Linked DNA regions of Drosophila melanogaster: region 2 is linked to region 1. Evidence: chromatin contacts called from public Hi-C data. All regions are on one chromosome and are shown on one strand. The core of a region is the stretch at or near the end of the contact, and the rest is flanking DNA. Distances in the headings are between cores, read along the strand shown.

Region 1 (3,852 bases), core at 422-2,921:
CGTACACACAACTTTCCGTATCCAAATTTAGCCACTCACCCGATGGTCCGCACTCATGCGAAGCTCGGCGGGCTTGTGTGGCATCGCTGGGCTCCTCCACGCACTCCTGCAGCACAGTCTCGCCTCGCATCGTCCTGGGCCAGTGGTAGGTGCCCTTGTTCGTGTGCACCACGCGAGCTTCACAGTACAGCGTCCCCTTGGCTACCACATGCAGAACGATGGCCTGCGATAGATTCGCCTGCTGGCTGCGCAGCGTACAATCCCACATGCCTGTGTGATTCTGGGTTAGGCTGGCAATGCGCAGTATCGATTGCAGTATGCCCGAGTCCGTGGAATGGCGAGTCTCTAGATTCACATCGCCGAAGACTTTGGTGGGATCCTGATAAATAATATCCTCCGTGGAGTTTTTGGCTCGTATCTTCTCGGACCAACCCCAGAACACATAGGCCTTTGTCGGCAGATCCTCGCTCTCCCTGGGCACACCAATGGCAACGCGTGGGGCGTGGCACTTGAGCTGCAGCTCATCGCCCTCAAAGGCCACCTGATTCTGGCTGGGAATTAGCTCGAGCAACGGTTGCAGCAGCGTCTCACAATGGAAATCCTTTCCCACGCGCAGTTTCTTTAGCGGCATACCACGAAAGTTGCCCGGCGATTCGCATTTTGGTGGCGGCTGTAGACGCACTTCACGACTGCTCGACCAGGCGATCAACCAAATTAATCCGCAATCGCAGGCCAAGGGATTTCCAGACAGGTCGCTGTAAGAAGATGATATCACTGTTTTTGCCAGGATTAGAATGGATATCCAACTTACAGCAACTTAAGCTTGGGCATTTGGTCAAAGGTGCCCTCATAGATGTGGCTAATGGCATTGCCGGCCAGCTTCAGCTTCTCCAAATGCGCCAGACTATCCCCGAAGGTGTCTTTGTCCAGTTCGGTGAGCAGATTGAACGACAAATCCAGACGCTTGAGTTCCGTAAAGTTTCGAAAATCCTCGGCGGTTATCAGTGCAATTGAATTCTTGCTGGCATTGCTATAAATATAAGTGAGTTATTTGCATTTTAGAGGAACCACAGGGGGCAACTATCGAATCACTTACATGCTGACAATACTGGTCACATCCTCTCCAAAGTCCAACTCCCGCCAGTTGGTTATCTGCTGCTCATCGCAGCGAATCTTAAGGCTGTGTATGTTTTCCGCTGTGCTCCGGCAGCTGCATTTTCGTGGGCACGATGACGCTGTTCCTTGTCCCGTCGCAATGCCCGTTTCGGGATTTTGGGGGAGCTCCGTATCTTGATGCGTTTGCACTTGCACCGCCTGGCCCCCCTCTGCTGCGGTCGACGTCGCCGTCGCTGTCGGCATCAGATTTGGGAAGAACAACAACAAGAGCAGCAGTAATCCGAGAAGGGGGAGGGGCAGCGGTGGATTGCTGGACGATGAAGGTGGAGAATGAAAAGGAGAAGGGGGGCGATCTCCACGCCCCTCTTTCGTTTGGCCGCCCATTTGGATCGATGCGAGTGATTACATGCCGGGCGCAGGAAGCGCACATTTAATTAACAATTTTCGATTTAAGCAAACGCATTATAAGCAACAACAATAATACACTGCGCTTTTTTTTTTAGTTTATACAAAAAAGTGGTACGCTAAATGTGACCGTCGAACTATCGATAGATAATACCGCCCGGTTGTAAAAAAAAATACGCAAGCTATAAAAATTGTGCATTATACTGCACTCGTGGGATATATCGATAGTTATGCTTGGTAGCTGGTGTGGTTAAGTACCCGGCTAATTATGGAGTAGAACTCGACTATTTAAAAATTCAAATTGAAAAAGTAAAAAAAATTCTTATTGCTAACAAAAAGGGTAATATTCTTTCAATTTTTAGCTATTATAGTGGGTATATAGCTAGTGGGTATATAAAGTACACGTTTTAGGCGTAAAGTCTAGACCCATTTAATGTCATTAGGAAGGGCATGTGTTCAGTTTAAAATAAGTTTATTTTGAGCCAACTGGGCGGTTTGGTTTGGTCCGGGTTCATGACCCCGCCGCGCCGCCGCACAACCAACGTAATTATGCAAAAAAAAAGAAGCACACGCACAAACAAACATTGAGATTACGAAAAACAGGTTTCCTTCTTTTAACTTAAAGCTATTTTTGAATGCTGCCTAAACGATGTGGGCGAGGGGATTTCCTCGGGAAGGGTTAGAATGTAGGGGAGCTGACCAGACCCTACGCCAGCTTGCCATTGTGCGCCTCGCGATATTTGGACAGCTTGTCCATGTACTCGTCATGCTGCTCCAAGGTGGCCAGCAGGCCCTCCGTATTGACTGGCGATTCCTCTGGTCCGTAGTTAATCAACTGATCGTTCAGCGTGGTCATTGTGCCGCCCAATGCGTGCAGAATAGCATCGCCGGCGCAAATGTCCCACTTCTTGATCTTCGACGTGTGCAAATAGGCGGTGGCATTGTTGGCCACCACCTGGAGCACCTTGTAGCCAGCTCCCGCCGCCGTCAGCAGGCTGACATTCTCGCCAAAGATGCCCCTCGCCAGATCCTTGGCACCTGCCGTGTGGGATCGCGAGACTGTAATGATGGGCGCCTGATTGTTTGGCGAATGCTGCGGATGCAGATTGGATAGGTACTCAGACATCGAGTTGCCCACCCACGCCCACGCGGTTTGTCCATTGAACGGGCTGTGGATCACGCCAATGATGGGCCTTCCGGCCACTGCCACGCACACCATGGTGGTCACGTACTCGTATAGCTCCTCTGTGGATTGAAAAATGAAATTTAGCTCCAGAACATGCCATTGTATAATATTAATAACTAAAGAAGCCATCCTCACCGGTGAACTCCTTGGTGGCATCCAACGGATCTACCCAAACAGTGACATCCTGGGCATTTACGGTCACATCCGGTATCTGTGCGGTCTCGTGGAGGACCGTTGGATCTAGATCATAGCCGTGTGCCTGCTTGCAGTGCTCCTTGTCCTCCTCGGAGAAGATTTGTACGCGGGGAAAGATTCGCTGCAGGCCCTGCTTCATCACACAATGTGACCGGCCGTCGGCATCCGTGAAGGGATCATTGACGCCCTCGTCCGTCTTGCCCTTGCTGCGCTCCTTCAGCTGGCGACTCCGGGCCACGTCCAGTACCTCGAGACCGCCACGCTGGGCGGCCTGTATGGCGGCTATTAGCATCTTGCGTAGATTGACGCGGCTGGGATTCTCACTGCGCAGCATGCCGTAGATCGCTGGCCGCTCCTCCTGATGGAAATTGAGGAAGTAGACCAGGACAAAGGTCAGCAGGATGGCCACAATGGTGGCCGGCAGCCGGTTGATGCGAATGGAGCGTCCGTTCATCTTGTCTTCGCTCATCTATTATATGCTAGACTATATACTATATTCTATTCTATTCTATCTATGCGTGTATCAGTGTGCTGTCGTATTTGCCAGATCACCACATTGAGATCAACCCAGATGCTGTCTTGAAAAAACCCTCGCAAGAACTGAAACGAAAAACACTTGATGATGGCGCGTCGGTGGGTGTGGACGGCGGGGGCGGGGGCACAGGTGTTTCTTTCTGCTCTTTGTGGCGAGGGGGGAGCACAGGTGAGCTATGCTCGGTGCCGATCTATTCAATTTCACGTCCACGTTGCGCGTTTTTTCCCCCAAAAACAGCCCCAAACAAAACCAAACAATAACAAACTAGAGCTGGCATTAAATCGATAGGCGCCATCGATACATTCGGAACAGCGAATTTATGTTAAGATCAATAATTGTGAAGATCAGCGGTATTAAATTATTTAGTTCACTTAATGTACTAACATTAAACTTAGGATTCGAATATGTTGACCAC
Region 2 (3,852 bases), core at 626-3,125, 2.0 Mb before region 1:
CTGAGGCGTGCTGGAGCTAAGGAACGTGGAGCTGACTAGGGGCGCAGCTGAAGGCGCCACTTGGGCAGCTGGCGCAGGTGGCGGCGAAGTTACCGCTGAGGCATGCTGCAAGTGTATATAAATGGAGTTAGCTCAGCTTAAATGGGCCGAATGTTTGGAAAACTCACTGATAGCTGTCGCATATCCTCGATAATCTGCAGCAGAAAGCACTGATGGGCGCTCAGAAACTGCGATATTTCCGAACTAGATGCGGTGGCCACTGTTTGCAGCTGGGTTTCCAGCTTCCTGAAATGCAAGAGAACCTTAAGGCTTGGCTAACAAGTGTGGCGAAAGAAGGGAAAACACCCACGCATTTTGCAAAAGCAATCGATCGATGATGGACTGCAGCCTGCTGGACGCCTCGCTGGCTAGACCCGTCAGGGAGCAGAGCTCCTGCTGCTGTTGCTGCAGGACAACTGTGCGGTCCTTCTCCTGGCACTGACTGCGCACACTGCGCGTCTCTGCGGGAATGGGCGTGGCAGCGGATTGACCCAAGGCGGGCCCACTCTCCTGCGCATTACAGAAGCCGCGACGCTCCTCCTCCTGTGTTTTGCGCGGCATCACCAGCCAGCCGCACAGCCTGGCCAGGTGGCGGGTCCAACGCAATGGCGGCTGATCCTCCACGAAGACCTCGCACATCCGATGACCCGGCTCGTGGCGACCACCAGCGAAGCCCACTGCAAAGCAGGGCAGGCACAACGATATATCCCTACACACCTGACACCGGAAACGTATGCCCACAATGTGCTCCTTGCGGCAGCCGGCACAAGAATTACTGTGAATCAAATGCTCGGTGTCCTCGATGCGTTTCACCAGTGCCAGCAGATTGCCATAGATCAGGAATCTCGTCTGGACACCCGCTCCCGTCCAGAGTTTGTGGAACTGCGGCTCGGTCAGTCCACCAACGCCATGCGGACAGCGGGCAAAGCACTGCTCCATAGCCAACGGAAGATTGTGGACGCCATAGGCCTTGGCCTCGCCCAAATAGCTGAGTAACTTGCTCAGCGTGGCTAGGAGCTGTTCGAATGCATATCTGGAGATGATCTGCGACTTGGGATCGGCCAGCAGGCCAAAGATGTCGCCCACCAGGTGATCGCTGCTATATAGCTTGCACAGCAGTATGAAGGTGATCCTGATCTCTAACAGGGATATGGAGTGTCTGCGTTGCCTAGCGAAACCAATCAAATATCAGACATATTCTTAAGATGCCAGAAACTCAACCCACGGATCGTAGACATTCCAGAAGAAGTTGGCCAACAGCCCGGTTGCCCTGTCCAGTTTATAGTTCGCATCCTGGTTGAAATGGCCTAGTTTCTCGCAGGCAAAGTATACATCGTGCAGCAGGGAGGTCAACTGGAATGGAGGAACCATCAGTTCCAGGCCACCACTCAAGTTATGGCGATCCAAAATGGCCAAAACCAGCTTGTAGGGGATTTTTCCAGCTGCAATTTGAAGGTTAATCCTTGGGGACTCCTTCGAATGGACCACCTACGCGACTGACTCACTGTGAAATATCTTTTGCAGCGCCACAAATTTACTGGCGCACCGGTATACCGTGTACTTGTAATTCCCGTAATCCCGCTGCAAGTCATCCATGATGGTGGATAGCTCTTTGTCCACCTGTTGCTTTTGTCCTTGGCCACCTTGGGATCCCTTTTCGCGGGCAATGGACGCCACGGCCTCGGCGCTATTTCGCAGTTTTGTCAGCTGCACGGGCACCGACGATCTCAGCATTTTGTCAGGCGTTTATTGTTATATATTTCCCTTGATTCTCGAATTAATTTCAGTCTCTTTTAAACGCGTCGTTTCTCGCGATCTCTTCCTCTTCCGTTAGCGCAAAAGTCAAATTGTGTGGCGTGAGGTGGCAACGCCGCGCGTGTTATCGATATCACTTCGCCGAACCGTTAGCGCTTTAAATTTGATTCAAAATTATTATTATCATTAATTAAGTCATCCGTTCGTTCTAAGAATATTTGACCATGATATAATAATTGGTAAATAAGTTTGAGCAACGGGAAATGTAAACTGAACAACTTGGGTTCACCATAGTATTTTCCCAATTTCAAAAACAAAACAAAGTTATTTAAAAACCCTTCTTTTGAATGCGAATAATTACCCAAAACGAGGAAATGGAAAGAGTGTCACATAGATTTTAAAATTAAATATATATTTTATGTATATTTGCATCATTCCATTGCAATTACATTCACTTATGCTATTTTGTTTTTCATTTACTTTGCTTTCGATTTAAAATAGTGGGTTTCTTATCATTTCGCTTGTTGTTTTTTGTTTGCTTATATCAATATTATAATATGCCAAGTTTATATGTGAGTGTTGTGGCGGGGCGGGGCGGGGCTGGGCGTTCGAAGAAGGGTTCGTAATTAGTTTATTTAACTTTTTTTTTTGCCTTTTAAAAGCATTCTCCCGCTTCCGTATGCGAATCCACGACAAACGCACACAGATGTTTGCGTTCACATTATATCAATCACTAATTATAATATGTGTTTGGGCGTGTGTGTGTGTGTGTTTATATGTATGTATATAAAGATCGTTCGCTCTTCATTTGCAATGCGCGTTTGCCATTTATGCTAGGGGGGGCGTGAGGCGAGATATAAATTTCCATCGATTTGCTTAGTTAAAAGTACGGCCATAATCGTAGCTGATGGGATTGGGGCACATGGATGTTGGGGATGTTCCTAACTCCACCTGAATCCACTGCTCTCGTCGACTGAAGGATTCAAGTGAAGGCTCGATTTTTACAAGGTTTAAGGTATAGTTTTAGCTCACTTAATTGCACATACTTCTATAGATTCTATATGTATAAAGTTCCTTTCTTTCAGATTAAAGTTCTTTCTTTCGCTGCGACTGGTTTGCTGGCTGTGTTTCTGTTTTGGTTCATCGAGTTATTTGAATTGCTCGTTTGATTTGTATCTGCAATTGGTTTTCAGTGTGATGGCGGCTTGGTTTGCGGTTGAGAACTTGAAACCTGTCTGCTTAGAGTATAGAAAGTTAAGGGTCTGTCTGCAAATCAATTTAGCATTTGTATATTTCGAAATGTTAACTAAAATGATCATAAGGTACGAAATCAAAGCGAAACCACATCGAGATCCATCCAATGTGGCTTTGTTCTTCATTTTCGGGGGCGGTCGGTCGACAAATAGCGCTGCTTCAGAGTTGAATTGAATAAATTATGCTATGCTAAAAGTTGGGCTACAAGGTTTCTCTGTTCAGTTTGCACTTATACAAATTATTATTATTATTATGATAGATAGAATAGTTTACAAAACTAGACTAACTTAGATAGTATAGCATTAGCTACGGGGCTTACAGCTATATTTATTTACAATGTTATTATATCTTAATTTAGTTAATATCTAATTTGGTAACTAATTGCTGGCTTGTTATGTACAAATGCCTGTTTTTGTTTTTGTTTTTTGTTTTCGCTAAACAAAATCAACTATAGGTAAACATAAAAAAAATTGCGTTTTAAATTGTATAATTTTCGTTTGCTTTTGCTATTAAATATATATATATATATATAGATATATATATACATCTATATTTTTATATATATATATATATCTATATATATATATTTATGTAAATGTATGTATTATATTAAAAATAAAAATATATACACAAATATTATTATATACATAAATATAAATATATATATGTATATATGTTTTATATGTAAAATTATGAAGTATAAGGGTATCTTGACAAAAAAGTTCTTTTGTAGAGACATAGAAAATTATGCTCCTGATTTGTTTTTAGGTGGCGGCGACGTCTTGCCCAGGTTTCACATCTCCT

What was found. A called contact is a pair of places that touch in the nucleus more often than the background predicts.
Region 2: a Hi-C map of the Kc167 cell line shows a contact between it and region 1, with 4 times the contacts expected there. The contact joins the promoter of dah here to the promoter of Remo in region 1. A contact is called at or near these places in 6 of 107 Hi-C or Micro-C datasets (the Kc167 cell line, embryo, eye imaginal disc and 2 more).

The regions. Positions count from the first base shown.
Region 1 is chrX:13,285,870-13,289,721 of dm6, reverse strand. It overlaps Remo (Remoulade), which reads right to left and starts at 1,671. Exons shown (of 3, transcript NM_132642.3): 1 at 1,097-1,671; 2 at 812-1,030; 3 at 1-755. The coding sequence starts at 1,359. It overlaps CG15743, which reads right to left. Exons shown (of 2, transcript NM_001298268.1): 1 at 2,843-3,852; 2 at 1,981-2,766. The coding sequence starts at 3,371. The coding sequence ends at 2,228.
Region 2 is chrX:15,326,365-15,330,216 of dm6, reverse strand. It overlaps dah (discontinuous actin hexagon), which reads right to left and starts at 1,875. Exons shown (of 6, transcript NM_078607.3): 1 at 1,545-1,875; 2 at 1,265-1,481; 3 at 350-1,207; 4 at 168-285; 5 at 1-105. The coding sequence starts at 1,773. Top1 (Topoisomerase 1) reads right to left here. Exons shown (of 8, transcript NM_001014742.2): 8 at 2,188-3,852.